Regions from separate parts of the Mus musculus genome. Here region 1 is linked to region 2. The links are chromatin contacts, called in public promoter capture Hi-C maps. All regions are on one chromosome and are shown on one strand. The core of a region is the stretch at or near the end of the contact, and the rest is flanking DNA. Distances in the headings are between cores, read along the strand shown.

Evidence for each region. Promoter capture Hi-C pulls out the DNA fragments that hold promoters and counts their contacts.
Region 1: a promoter capture Hi-C map of frontonasal cranial neural crest shows a contact between it and region 2. The contact joins the promoter of Ints10 here to the promoter of Klhl2 in region 2. A contact is called at or near these places in 2 of 39 promoter capture datasets (frontonasal cranial neural crest and pre-B cells).

The regions. Positions count from the first base shown.
Region 1 is chr8:68,789,335-68,795,673 of GRCm38.p6, forward strand. Ints10 (integrator complex subunit 10) reads left to right here and starts at 4,595. Exons shown (of 17, transcript NM_027590.4): 1 at 4,595-4,814; 2 at 5,277-5,344. The coding sequence starts at 4,686.
Region 2 is chr8:64,845,594-64,851,672 of GRCm38.p6, forward strand. Klhl2 (kelch-like 2, Mayven) reads right to left here and starts at 4,331. Exons shown (of 15, transcript NM_178633.3): 1 at 4,040-4,331. The coding sequence starts at 4,065.

The sequences.
Region 1 (6,339 bases), core at 3,345-5,844, 3.9 Mb after region 2:
GGGGCTGACTTACAGTTTCTGAGGTATAGTCTATTGACTTCATGGTGGGAAGCATGGAGGCAGTCATGGTGCTAGACAAGAGCTGAGAACTCTACATCTGATCCACAGGTTTCAGGAAGAGAGAGCTCTTTGGCCTTCTTTGAAACCTCAAAGCCCACTCCCAGTGATATACTTTCTCCAACAAAGCCATATCTCCTAATCCTTTCAAATAGCACCACCCCCTGGTGATCAAAGATTCAAATCTATGAGCCTATGGGGGCCATTCTCATTAAAAACACCACATTACATTCCTGGCCATATCTGACGGTAGCCAATTTCAAATGTCCTCATACTCTATCACAGTCTCAAGACTGCTTAAAAGTCCAAAGTTCAAGGTCTCTTCTGAAACTCAAGGCAACCTCTTTAACTGTTACCTCTGTAAAATCAAAATCAAAGAGCAAATCATGTACTTCCAGCATTCAGCAGCATACAATACTCATTGTTATTCCAAAGGGGAGAAAAAGGAGCAAAGTAAGGAAATACTGGACCAAAGCAAGACAGAAAAACATCAGGGCAAAAAAATTCTGCATCTCCACGTCTGATGGCAAAGTGGTCTTCAGATCTCCAACTCCTTCCAGCTTCATTGACAGCCATATACTTCTCTCTCTTGGCCTGTTTCCACATGCTGTTATCAGTCCTCCTTGACAGGTATCCCATTACTCTGGCATCTCCAACATCTTCTTTCCAATGAAATCTAGACTTCAGTTACACAGCTTCTTATGATGGTCTCTCTGGGCCTCCATGTAGGGACACTCCTGACATGTGCCTGGCCTCAGTGGCTTTCCTTTCCACAGGAGGATATTTCACAAACACCTTTCTTTCATACTTGACTCTGATAGAACCTAGTGGGGAAACCCCCACTCAATTCCCAATTCGGTGTGCACCCAAAGAATCACGAAAAGGCCTTGATGTAATTACACGGGGTAGTTTAATGACGGAGCTCCGGACCGACATGCATCCCACACAGGAGATAATGGATGTTAGCCACGAGGCTCAGAAGCTAGGGTTTTTTATGGGGTAAGGGGCTTAGGGGTGTGGAATTCAGCATAGCAACACACTATTGACTTATTCAAACATCAGCAGAAAAATTACATGTACGTGCAGGGTGTCAGAGTTCTGTGAGTTGTTGACTCAGTTTAGATAGCCCTGTTATGTCCTCACATTCCTCTTATCTTTATGGTCAAGATGTTCCCAGGAATGTTTTAACTGTGGAGTATTCCCGGGTTTGTTTTTCTTTATTCTCAGCCCCAGGCAGCCTCTAGGCTCACAAACAACCAGCAATTTCTGAGTACTTTGTATGACTTACAGGTCTTGAAATTTCATCTTTCTTTCAACTCTAAAGCCAAAACTTTGTTGTCAAAGCTGACAAGGTCTCGATCTTGCTAGGGGTAGAACTTGACCTCCTTCTTCAGATACATACATTTTCACCAGTTTTCTGGTTTTGATGTTTACTTAGCTGCTTAAGCTTTTCTTTAATTTTAAATTTAATTTCCCACAATTGGAAGCTCAGCTGGGTAGAGTCTTGCCTGGAAGTCACCATTCCCTTTATTTCATTTAGCATTAGGCCTTTCTTTAAACTTCTTAATCTCCTTGGGCACTAAACTTAGCTCCATTACACTTTTTGGTGCTCGTTTCCTCCTCAAACTGTACATTTTATATTATTTCTTTCGCAGCTTTCTCTTTTTCATTATAGATCTGTATAAGAGTGACTTCTAATAACACAACAGAGTCAATACTAAGCTGTCTTGAAATCTCCTCTCCCAACACCATTAATCTAAAACTCTCCAACTTAGCCTCAGATAGATTTATTTTTTCAGACAAGGGCAGAAAGCAGCTACATTCTTCACCAACAACTATCTTTAGTCTACTTACTAACATTCTTCTCTGAAGCCCCTTGAGCTCACCTGTCATAACGGGCATCTTTCAGCACTACTGCCTTTGGTGCTCCTTGTAGTATGTCCCATTAAAACCCAGTCAAAGTGTTCAACTGCTTTTCTAGTCCAAAGTTCGAACATTCCACCAACACGCAGTATGGTCAAGCCTGTCACAGCAATACCCAACTCCTGGCACCAACTTCTGTCTTAGTGTTCTATTGCTGTGAAGAGACACCAATGCCAAGGCCAACTCTTATAAAGGAAACATTTTAATTAGGGCTGGCTTACAGTTTCAGAGGTTTAGTCCACTGCCATCATGGCAAGGAGTATGGCAGCATGTAGATAAGCTGCTCAAGAAGTAGCTGAAAGTTCTACATCCTGATCTGCAGGCAGCAGGAAGAGTGAGACTCCAGCCAATGACACACCTCCTTCAAGAGGACCACACCCCCTAATTTTTTTCAAATAGTTCCATTCCCTGGTGACCAAGGATTCAAACCAATGAGCCTGTGGGGACCATTCTCATTCAAACCACCTGTGAATTTTCAGAACTCCTATTCCCTCTTTGGTCTCTCTCTCTCTCAGATTTATTTATTATTCTATGTAAGTATACTATAGTTGTCTTTAGACACACCAGGAGAGGGCACAGATCTCATTACGGATGGTTGTGAGCCACCATGTGGTTGCTGGGATTTGAACTCAGGACCTTCAGAAGAGCAGTCAGTGCTCTTAACTGTTGAGCCATCTTTCCAGCCCCTTTGGTTTCTCTTTTTTGTTCTTTGCCTTGTTTAGTCTGACACTGCCTACATAAACCAGGGTGGCTGAGCCATCTTTCCAGCCTCTTTGGTTTCTCTTTCTGTTCTTTGCCTTGGTTAGCCTGACACTGCCTAAATAAACCAGGGTGGCCTTGAAGTGACAGAGGTCCACCTGCCTCTGTTCCAAGTACTGGTATAAAAGGTTTGAGCCACTATGGCCAGCTAAATTTTCAGACTTCCTTTAAAAATTCAGGATAACCAAACTTGAGTTTGACATTTTTTGGTGTTTTACCTAAAACGACACCCCTCTGTCTCTGCACTTTTTGAATCAGCACACTAATTCACCACAAATTTTTACTACTTGTTTATAAATTATTCATTAGCAAGCCTGTATTTTTACATTTCTATAAATAAGATCGATATAAAACAATAAAGGAACTTAAAAGAAAGTTCATTCAAAGCTTAATATGAATGAGATGGTTTGGCCAGGTCTCACCTTGCCTTGGATGATATGTTCACGGTAGGGAAGCCACCTGAGCTTCTAGGATCACAGAACAAAAGAGAGCAACAGATCAATGCATTTGCCAGCATAGACATCGGGTAGCTGGGCTAGAGAAAGGTTGGGAAACCTCTTCCATAAAGACCAGGTATTATTTCATTCTTAACTTGAAGGTTACTGGAGCTTCAAGTCTTCCAGGCTTAAAGATCCCTCCTAAAAAGCTTATCTGGAAGAAGACAGTTAGGTCAGATATCAGAGATGATGTAGATGTTTATTGCCCCAAATAGTTTTGTTTCGTAGCCTATGTCCCTTCTCTTCACAAATAATCTTTGACATAAACAAAGCTTCATCCAAGAACTGCAATTCACTATTGTAATGTTTATATTCATATTTATTTTTAATATCTGTATTTTTTACTTAAATAAGTAAATTCCTAATTTCTTTGTTAAAGAAAAAAAAATTAATCAGAACAGGCACATGTCCTTAATTCCAGCACTTTGGAGATGGAAGTCAGGAATCAGGAGTTTAAGATCATCCTCGTATACTTGCCAAGTTTAAGGTCAGCTTGGGCCATGACCGAATGTCTCAAAGGAAAAAAGAAAAGAAAACCAGCTCTGAATTCTTCGATGTCCTGGTTTTAAGTGGCAAATGATGGCTACAGTTGATAGGAACTATATACAAACACCTATAAGAAATATATATATATACATGCACTTAGACGGAAAACCAAAGCTAGCAATTCACTTTCCGGACACTTCCAATTCAATAAATGAATATTGCCTTGTCAACAGAACAGGGGGACTGTTTTGTTATTGTGGTTGTTCAAATGCAAAACCAAAGCCAGGATTTCGGTACCGATTTATACTGCAGCTATTTTCCATTGTTCAAATGATCAAAGTTTTTTTGTTTTTTTTTTGTTTTTTTGTTTTTTTTTGTTTTTGTTTTTGTTTTTTTTTTTAACTCTTGCAGAGCAGGTGGTTCGGACATCCAGCCGAGCATCTTCTAAATGCTAATTTTTCCGTATAGGAGAAAAAGAATAAGATTCAGGCGAAATAATGCCTGGGGCAGGGGCAAAGATGTTGGCAAAGCTCAAAAGCAACAGGCGATCCAGGGTCTTTCCGCATGCGAGGGTGGGGTCGTCTTGCACAGTCCAGGCCCAGCCCTCCGCGACACTTCGAAACTACACCTTAACCCTGGGCACCAGGTTTATTTACACCGAAGGACCGCCGCTCCGTGTCTGAGCGTGTCGCGGACCTTCAAACCCGGGCTGGAATCAAAGGAGAACGCAAGAACCTGGAGCACAGGGTTGCCGACTCTGACGCTTACTCCCAGGCGGTCAGCGGCGCGCTACCATCGACGGATGGCAATCCGAGTAATGAAAATCCAGGTCTCCGTAGTTTCCATAGGACTCTACAGAACCTCTGCGGCCTGTGGTTGGCTGGTCTCTGGGCATGCGCAGTGGCCACCTGGGGGTTGGCGGCGCCCTAGTGTCGCCTACTGGAAGGGCAAAAACCCGGGACCATGTCGGCCCAGGGCGACTGTGAGTTTCTGGTGCAGCGAGCCCGGGAACTAGTGCCCCAGGACCTGTGGGCAGCCAAGGCATGGCTGATCACGGCCCGCAGCCTCTACCCGGCCGACTTCAACATCCAGGTGAGTCAGACCCGGCGCGTCCGCACGCGCGGAAGAGAGCGTTTGGCCGAGCCCAGTGGCCCTGGGCGCTTTGCGCGGCCGCTGTCCCCCTCCCCACGTTGCTCCTACCCTGCTCCACAGGACAGTTGACCAACCTTTTCCCCAGCACCTGCAAAGGCGGAAACCATACAGTAAATCCGGGTCTGGTTGATCCTGTACAGTGCATCTTTGCCACTAGGGCCCAGGGCATTCATTCATTGATCATGGTAGCAGCCATCTGTTCAGTTGCTGCTTCTTTGGGGACGTTTCTACTCCACTTGATCCTAGAAGCCCTGCAGATGGGGTGAATTCTGGGCCACCAGGCTCTCATTTCCCTTCGTGGGTGTTCTGGGTGAAGGCCCACCTCTGAGCAGTGCTGCAGGTGGGCTGGAGCTGGACCAGCTACCACCGTGGAAGCCGTTGACCCTGTCTGCCTTGTTTCAGTATGAAATGTACACCATCGAACGGAATGCCGAGAGGACTGCCACCGCAGGGAGGTTGCTGTATGACATGTGAGTTAACTGGGATCGTTCTGGGAGCTATTGTTGATATCTGAAGGGGTCCTCTTCAGATATGAACAATTGATAGTAGCAGTCGGGGCTCTGCAAGATCATCCTCTTCCCTGGTACCCAGAATTCAGGCCTTAATTGCCAACAGGCGTTCTACAGAGACGACTTTTTAATTCTTGTATTTTAATCCCCAAATTTGTAGCCAGTGATTTATCATAGGCTCATTACAAACATTCAGACAGCAATTGATAGAATGAAATGTGAAATCCCTTCTAACCCAGAGCTAAGTTTTGTGTGTCTCCATATGTATACATACATACACTGGGTAGCTGATAAAAGCGAGGCCATTCTACCCTGAAGTGTACTTTCATAACCCGCTGTTGTGGACCCTCTGGGTCTAGTCTATAGAGACAACTGATGTTCTTAATGGCCATGTATCATTTTCTGGGTGCATGGTTAATTTCCAATTTATTTATGTTTGGAATGTCAGTGAGTAATTCTGCACCCATATTTTGATGTTTTGTAGCTAAGGGATATGTACAATTCATCATCTATCAAATTACTCTTTAAAAAGGATAGCCTAAATATCTGTTTCCACAAATTATATATATGTATGTATATATATATATATATATATATATATATATATATATATATACATATATATTTATATGTGTATATATATGAATTGGCAGTTTTCCACATTTTTGCCAACCTGTATATGTTCATCTCCTCCACCACCACCACCCCTGTTTTTCCTTTTCTTCCTCATGAGACAGAGGAACCTCACTTTATTGGGCAGGGTAGTGTTGAACTCAGACCCACTTGTTCCTCTTTTCTTAGCTGGGACAGAGGCTATGCCGCCACACCCCACCTGTATCATGGGGAAAATGATATCTTACTATATCATTGTTTCTTTTTTTCCCCCGAGACAGGGTTTCTCTGTATAGCCCTGGCTGTCCTGGAACTCACTCTGTAGACCAGGCTGGCCTCGAACT
Region 2 (6,079 bases), core at 3,081-5,580:
AGCTTGTATGCTCGCTCTTCCTTATCCCTACAATACTGGTCCTCCCTTTGGCCTCTGTTAAGTTCACCTCATTTAAGACATCCCCGAGGTTATCTGAATGACAGACACACACACACACACACACACACACACACACACACACACTATTCTCTACTATCTCCAACATTATATATCTATCTGCCCCTCACTACTCTCATGTCATGTTCCACAATGTTATATCTGGTTACTACCAGTTTGAGCCATGAGATCAAAGATTTTGTTCTGTTTTCTGAGAAATCCCCCCAAATTTAGTCACAGTAAGTATTCAAAAAGTATGAATAAAAAATCTGAACTGAGCCACTGGAATAGTTCAGCAGGCAGAAGCACTTGCCTAGATTCAATCCCCAAGCCCACAGTGTGAAAGGAGAGAGCCAGCTCCTGAAAGTTGTCCTATGACCTCCATATGTGTACATGTGGATACACAAACACACACACACGCATACACACACAAACACAGACACACACGAACACATACACACACAAACACACATACACACACATACACACACATACACACACATACACACACATACACACACAAACACACACAGACACACACACATACACACACAAACACACACATATACACATACACACACATTGCACATAAAATAAAGATTTAACAAAAAAATGTTTAAAGAAATGATAGCTACTCTGCTTCAATATTTATGACTAATGAAGTGAAACCGAGAATGTACTCCAATGGGCTTTATGATAGATGGGCGTACAAACGCTAAACTGCAGGGTTGGCAATTCACCATACTCAATCTCCAAGAGCCCTGGTTCTGCAGGCAAGAGATGCACTACAAAGCATCAAGCTTCAACAAATTACTTTGTTTCTGTGACAAAATAGGGGCAATGAAGCAAGTTTTCACAAACTTACATTTATACTACTAAAGTACTATCCCTTCGGAACCTTCCTTCTATTGGAGAACAGTATTACAATAGCCTTTGATAACTGATAATGACACTTGCTAATAACTCTTCAACAGATACTTCTTGACTTGGCAAAACCAGAAACTTGGCAACTCTATCCTGGACTTGACTTTTTCCTTTAAACAGATCAAAGAAATCCAAAGACCTGAAACCTTTGCTCTGATCCAACCCATCTTTGGAGGACTAAATGCCCTTAGAGCATGGATGGCTAACAAGTTGTCTGGCTGTGTGGTACACCTCTGATGACAGGCATTTCCAGTGATGCAGGATCCCACTGAGAACAGATAAGGTGGCAGCTCAGGCATGATTACGCTGCTGAATGGAGAAAAAGCAAGACCGTAAGGCCAGGAGGAGTAAGACAGCTTGGGGGAAGAAACAAGAGCTAAGAAAACTATTCCAAAAGGGATGTCAAAGGGATCCACACAATCCCAACTTTACAGGCTTTGTCAGCTTAATAATTAGGAAACCCCTTCATGCAAATAACCATAAAGGCTAATATATGAAGAGTACCGCGGAAGTCAAGGCTGTTTAGCTCTCACTCCGTCTGCACAGCCCACTTACCACCTCGAATTCCCTGACTCGTTCATTGATACCTAATTTTCTTGGTTGCACATCTTTCAACCTGTGGTCTTACTATTACCTAGACCTCCAACTGAAACAGAACCTGAATGCCACACATACTCAAGTATGCAAAAAAGACAACTGGAAATACGACATATAGTGGCAATCAATGAGACTTCTCAGAAGATGAGAAAAAGTTGGAGGCAGAGTGGAAAAGGCAGAAATCAAAATGAGGAACTAAGAATGCAGGCAGAGATGCCTACCAACCCTCCAAGACAGCCTAAGGGAAGAAGGGTGAGACCAGAGAACAATGCAGCCTTGACTCTTAGAACAGAAGCCCAGACAAGCATCATGAAAAGTGCCAGGCAGAGACAGGCATCCAAGAATTTGCACACTGAATGAATTACTACACAGACACACAAGAGAATTCTGAGTCTGCTTCCATCCTATTACCTAAGGCCCTTTAAGTCCAGGTCAAACGTCTCTCTTTGCCTTGAAGCTCAGGCTAACACTCAGTGCTTAAAAAGAGGTGAGTGCTCCCAGTGAGTGCTCCTAACCTAGCTCTAGCCAGGAAGCCCCAGCAAACAACTCCCCACCCCCACCCCAAAGACCTCACCTGCAATTGCTTACAGCAGACAGCATGACCCAAGGTAAAAGGGAGTTAAAGGAAACAGACACAAAGAAGCCAGAGGGTAGGAAGCCAAGACCTGTGTGTCTAATCCATAGACACCTAAGCAGCAAGAGCACAGGCTCTAGAAGAGGGCTTGAGTCTTGGACCTACCCAATGCAAATTAAATGTCTTTGTAGCTTTAATTAAGTGCACACAAACAATGCAGAGGTCTTAGCAGCTTTCCAGCGACTGCAAGGCTACAACTGTTTCCTCCTCAGCACCCCGGGATTCCTCCACTACCTCAAGCCTCCAATCTAGTTCCAGAACTACAATCGAAGCAACAATAGCAAAAGAACAGAGCTGCTCATCTTATTCAGTTTTCCGACTTAAACCATTTTCTATGCCTTGGCTTGCTCTAGGGTCTGTTTTCCACACCCATCTTTTTTTCTTCTGAACCTTCATCCTAAGGTCCCCTGGTTCTCTCCAGTTCACTCTGCTTCCAAGGTGGGGGGTGGGGGGGCTGCTAACATGTTTCCCAGGGGGCTCAGGAAGCTTTCCCAACCTTCTGGGGAGCGTGAGCAGATCAGAGCCTCAAAGCTGCCACCATCTGCAAAGCATCTGATCCCTTGCTTTTTCTATCATTTCTATGAGCCCAGAAGGGGCAAGCCAAGACTCACCCACTCTTCAGATCCCCACGACCTGTTCCACTCAAGCTCAAAACACTGCACATACAGAAACTGTGGATCTATCATCCCATGTGATCTCATAAAAGGACTCAAAATACAAAATACAAAAAGAACAAGAAAAAGAAATGTTCAGCCCAAACCAAATATCCTTATTTTAGCTGGAATCCTGCCAAATAGGCACAAGAGGCTGGTGACGACAACGGTGATAGAAGGAAACTGGCTAGCCGAATCTCATTGAAAACCGATAAGGTTCCATGAATCAGATCGAATGAAAAGGTTCACCCTTTTTGGAGAGAGGTTTGTCTGCGGTTTGAAAGTCAGATCCAAAGGACTCTGTACTCCTTCATAAAGGTTAAACTGATGAAGGTGGCGTGGGGTGGGAGTGGGGGTGGGGAGGACGAAACGTTCAAACTCCCGAAGATTTACAGGCCACTTTTTCAAAAAACAAAAATCCTTGTACAGAATAACATCTTCCACATGATTTTTTTCTTTAAAGCTCTTATTTCTAGAAAGTAATTTTGTTGCAGGTGATCTTGAATGCACTTGGGCACCAAGGAAAAAAGACACCTGTGCCTAACAGGTCGGTAACACTACCAACGTGCCCCGGGTACCAAGGGAACGAGAGATGCTCTGATTTCTGGATAAAAGATTTTCTGCAGTGCCAGGTAGGAGATCACATGCCCTAAAACGGCCGCAGCTCATTTGGAGTGATGTAAAAGCTCCTTGGATATTAATTTTATTAGAAATTCCAAGAAGCAAGCAACCTCAGATTGCATTCATTTTAGACTCCAGGCGTCTGGTACTTTCCAGTTTCCTCTCGCTCCCTACTAGCAAGGGGTAGGCGAGATGGGCAGCAGCAGCCCATGCATTCCGGGGAGGGGGGAGGTGGGGTACCGACAGGGCGATCGTAGCCCACCACCACCACCACCACCACTCCCCGCGCGCGCACACCCCGCCAAGCCCCACGCACAGCTCCATCCCGAACGTTCAATTCGCCCCGGGACTAAGAAGCCCCTACCCACGGCCGGCCGGCCTGGCAGAGTCCGGTCCCGCGGTCGCCCCCCGGACTGCGGGCGCCGCGCCCCGTCACGCCCCGCGCCTCCCCTCGCCCGCCACCCCCCGCGATCGCGGCGTGTCCTCCGCAGCGCCGCGCGCCCTCCGCAACCGTACAGCCCTCCGCCGCGCGCCCGGGCGCCCGCTCACTCACGCGGGAGGCAGTGGCGGCGTCTCCATTGTGGCTCCTCGCGGGCTTCAGAACGCAGGCAGCGACCGCCGCCGCCAGCACCATACCAGCCGCGGACGCCGGCACTGTCCGCCCGCCCAGCCCCGTTCCATCCGCCCCGAGGGGGCGCAGCGCTCCTCACCGCGCGCCACCACCTGCGGCGGCGGCCCCCGCGGCCATGGCCCGTCGGCCCCGCGCGCTCGTGTGCCTGGCGCGGCTCCCGCGCTCCCCCGAGTGCCGGGCGGCGACGGCGGCGGCGGCGGCGGCGGGACAGGCGAGCGGGCGAGCGTGCTGCTCGGCCACTTCCGGGTTCTCCCGGCCGGCGCCGGCGCCGTGACGGGCGGGCGCTGCGGCCTCCCGCGGCGGAGGGACCCCTCCCTCGGCGCCGCCCCTTCCTCCGCGGCGTCTGGAGGAGGAGGCGGCGGGCGGACGGGCGAGCGCGCGCCCGCGGGGGAGGGAGTAGACCCGGGGCCGAGGCTGGGAGCTCGGAGGCGGGGAGGGCTCGCGCGGAAGGGGTGCTCTCCGGTGCACCGCTTGCTCTGATTCACCGGTGTGTTCACATCCTTGTCTTGGCGTCCGAGTGCCTCCCCCACCCCCGTGGGGATGCGGGGGAGGGCAGACCATTCACTGCCTTTCCGAAGGGGGAAACCGAGGCAAGACGAGATAGATCGGCCTGACCAGTGTCCCAAGCCCGAAGCTAGCGGGCGTCTTTCCTGGGTGTTCCTAATCTGGTCCTTGGACAACTGAGTTGAGCACCTGCTAGGCTGAGCTTGGGGACGTGACTGAGCAAACGTGGGTCGTTTAGCTTAGCTAGCTGCCCATCTGGACGTGATAAGAGAAACAATGAGCCCAGGATGTCCACTGGGAAGAAGAAGAAACGGCGGTGAGATAGGGCGTGCTGTTTGATGAGGAACGGTCCGGAAGGCCTCTTGGGGTATCAGTTAAACAAAGATGAATTAACATGAACCTTGAACCACTCAAGGGGTGGGTGAATGTCCAGGGCTAAGGCAAAATCAGTGAAGATCCCTGTCAGCAAGATGCCTGTCACATTGAGAAAAGGCAGGAGGGTTCCGAATTCTCCACCAATGCCTGCTAGCGGAAGAAACACCTGGGAACTTAGAGATGGGAATTCTTCAGTTCCACTCCAAACTTACTGTCTAGGCACCCTCGGGGTAGAGCCAGGATTCCAGGCTTGAAGGAAGGCAAGGTCTGAGACTCTCTACTTACTGTAACTGAGGCAGTACTAGACCATTACTGGCCAAATGGTTACCGTTAGTTGTATAAGTGATACACTCGCGGAGGGAAGGGAGCAGGCAAGTTTAGTCTAGCCAAAATACAAAAGAAAGATGGCTGAACTGGAGTCAGAGGGATTGAAAGAAGTGGTCAGATTCTAGATGATAAAGTGCTCAGTAAGAATTCCGATGGATTAGGCTTCAGGAGAAGTAGCGTCCGGAGTGAACTTAAATTTGGAAGTTGACCCATGTAGATCGTATGTACAGTCACAAGACTAGTTGAAATAAGCTCTGTAATGTAGCTACAGAAAAGACCAAGACATGATCCCTGGGCCACTCCAGCATCACACGAACGGAGTGCTTGCCTGAGGGAGCACAAGGCTCCATCCCTAGCACTGCCAATAAGTACTTAAATAAAATAATTGCAAAAGTGTTGGTGTGTGCTTATAATCCCCGCACTCAGGAGGCCAAGAAAGGGTGCTCAGTGGTGACTTGTTTTAATAAAGAAAATATGCCTTGCCGTGATTAATATCTCTGCATCGTTAGGCCATTACTGATTTGCCATGCGGAGGGCCTGCATGATGACTTCCTTATGGCTCAGACAGATCCATCACTAATAATACTTCCTTAGGATTCGTGATGGATCTGTCTGAGCCATAAGAAAAGTTCCTGCTTTATAAAGCAAAAGTCGGATGAGAAAGTGGATGTGAAGCACATACAAGCTCACTAGCAAAAGGTAAGCCTGGTACAGAATGAGTTCGAAAACTATGCCTTAGCAACCTAGTTGGACTCT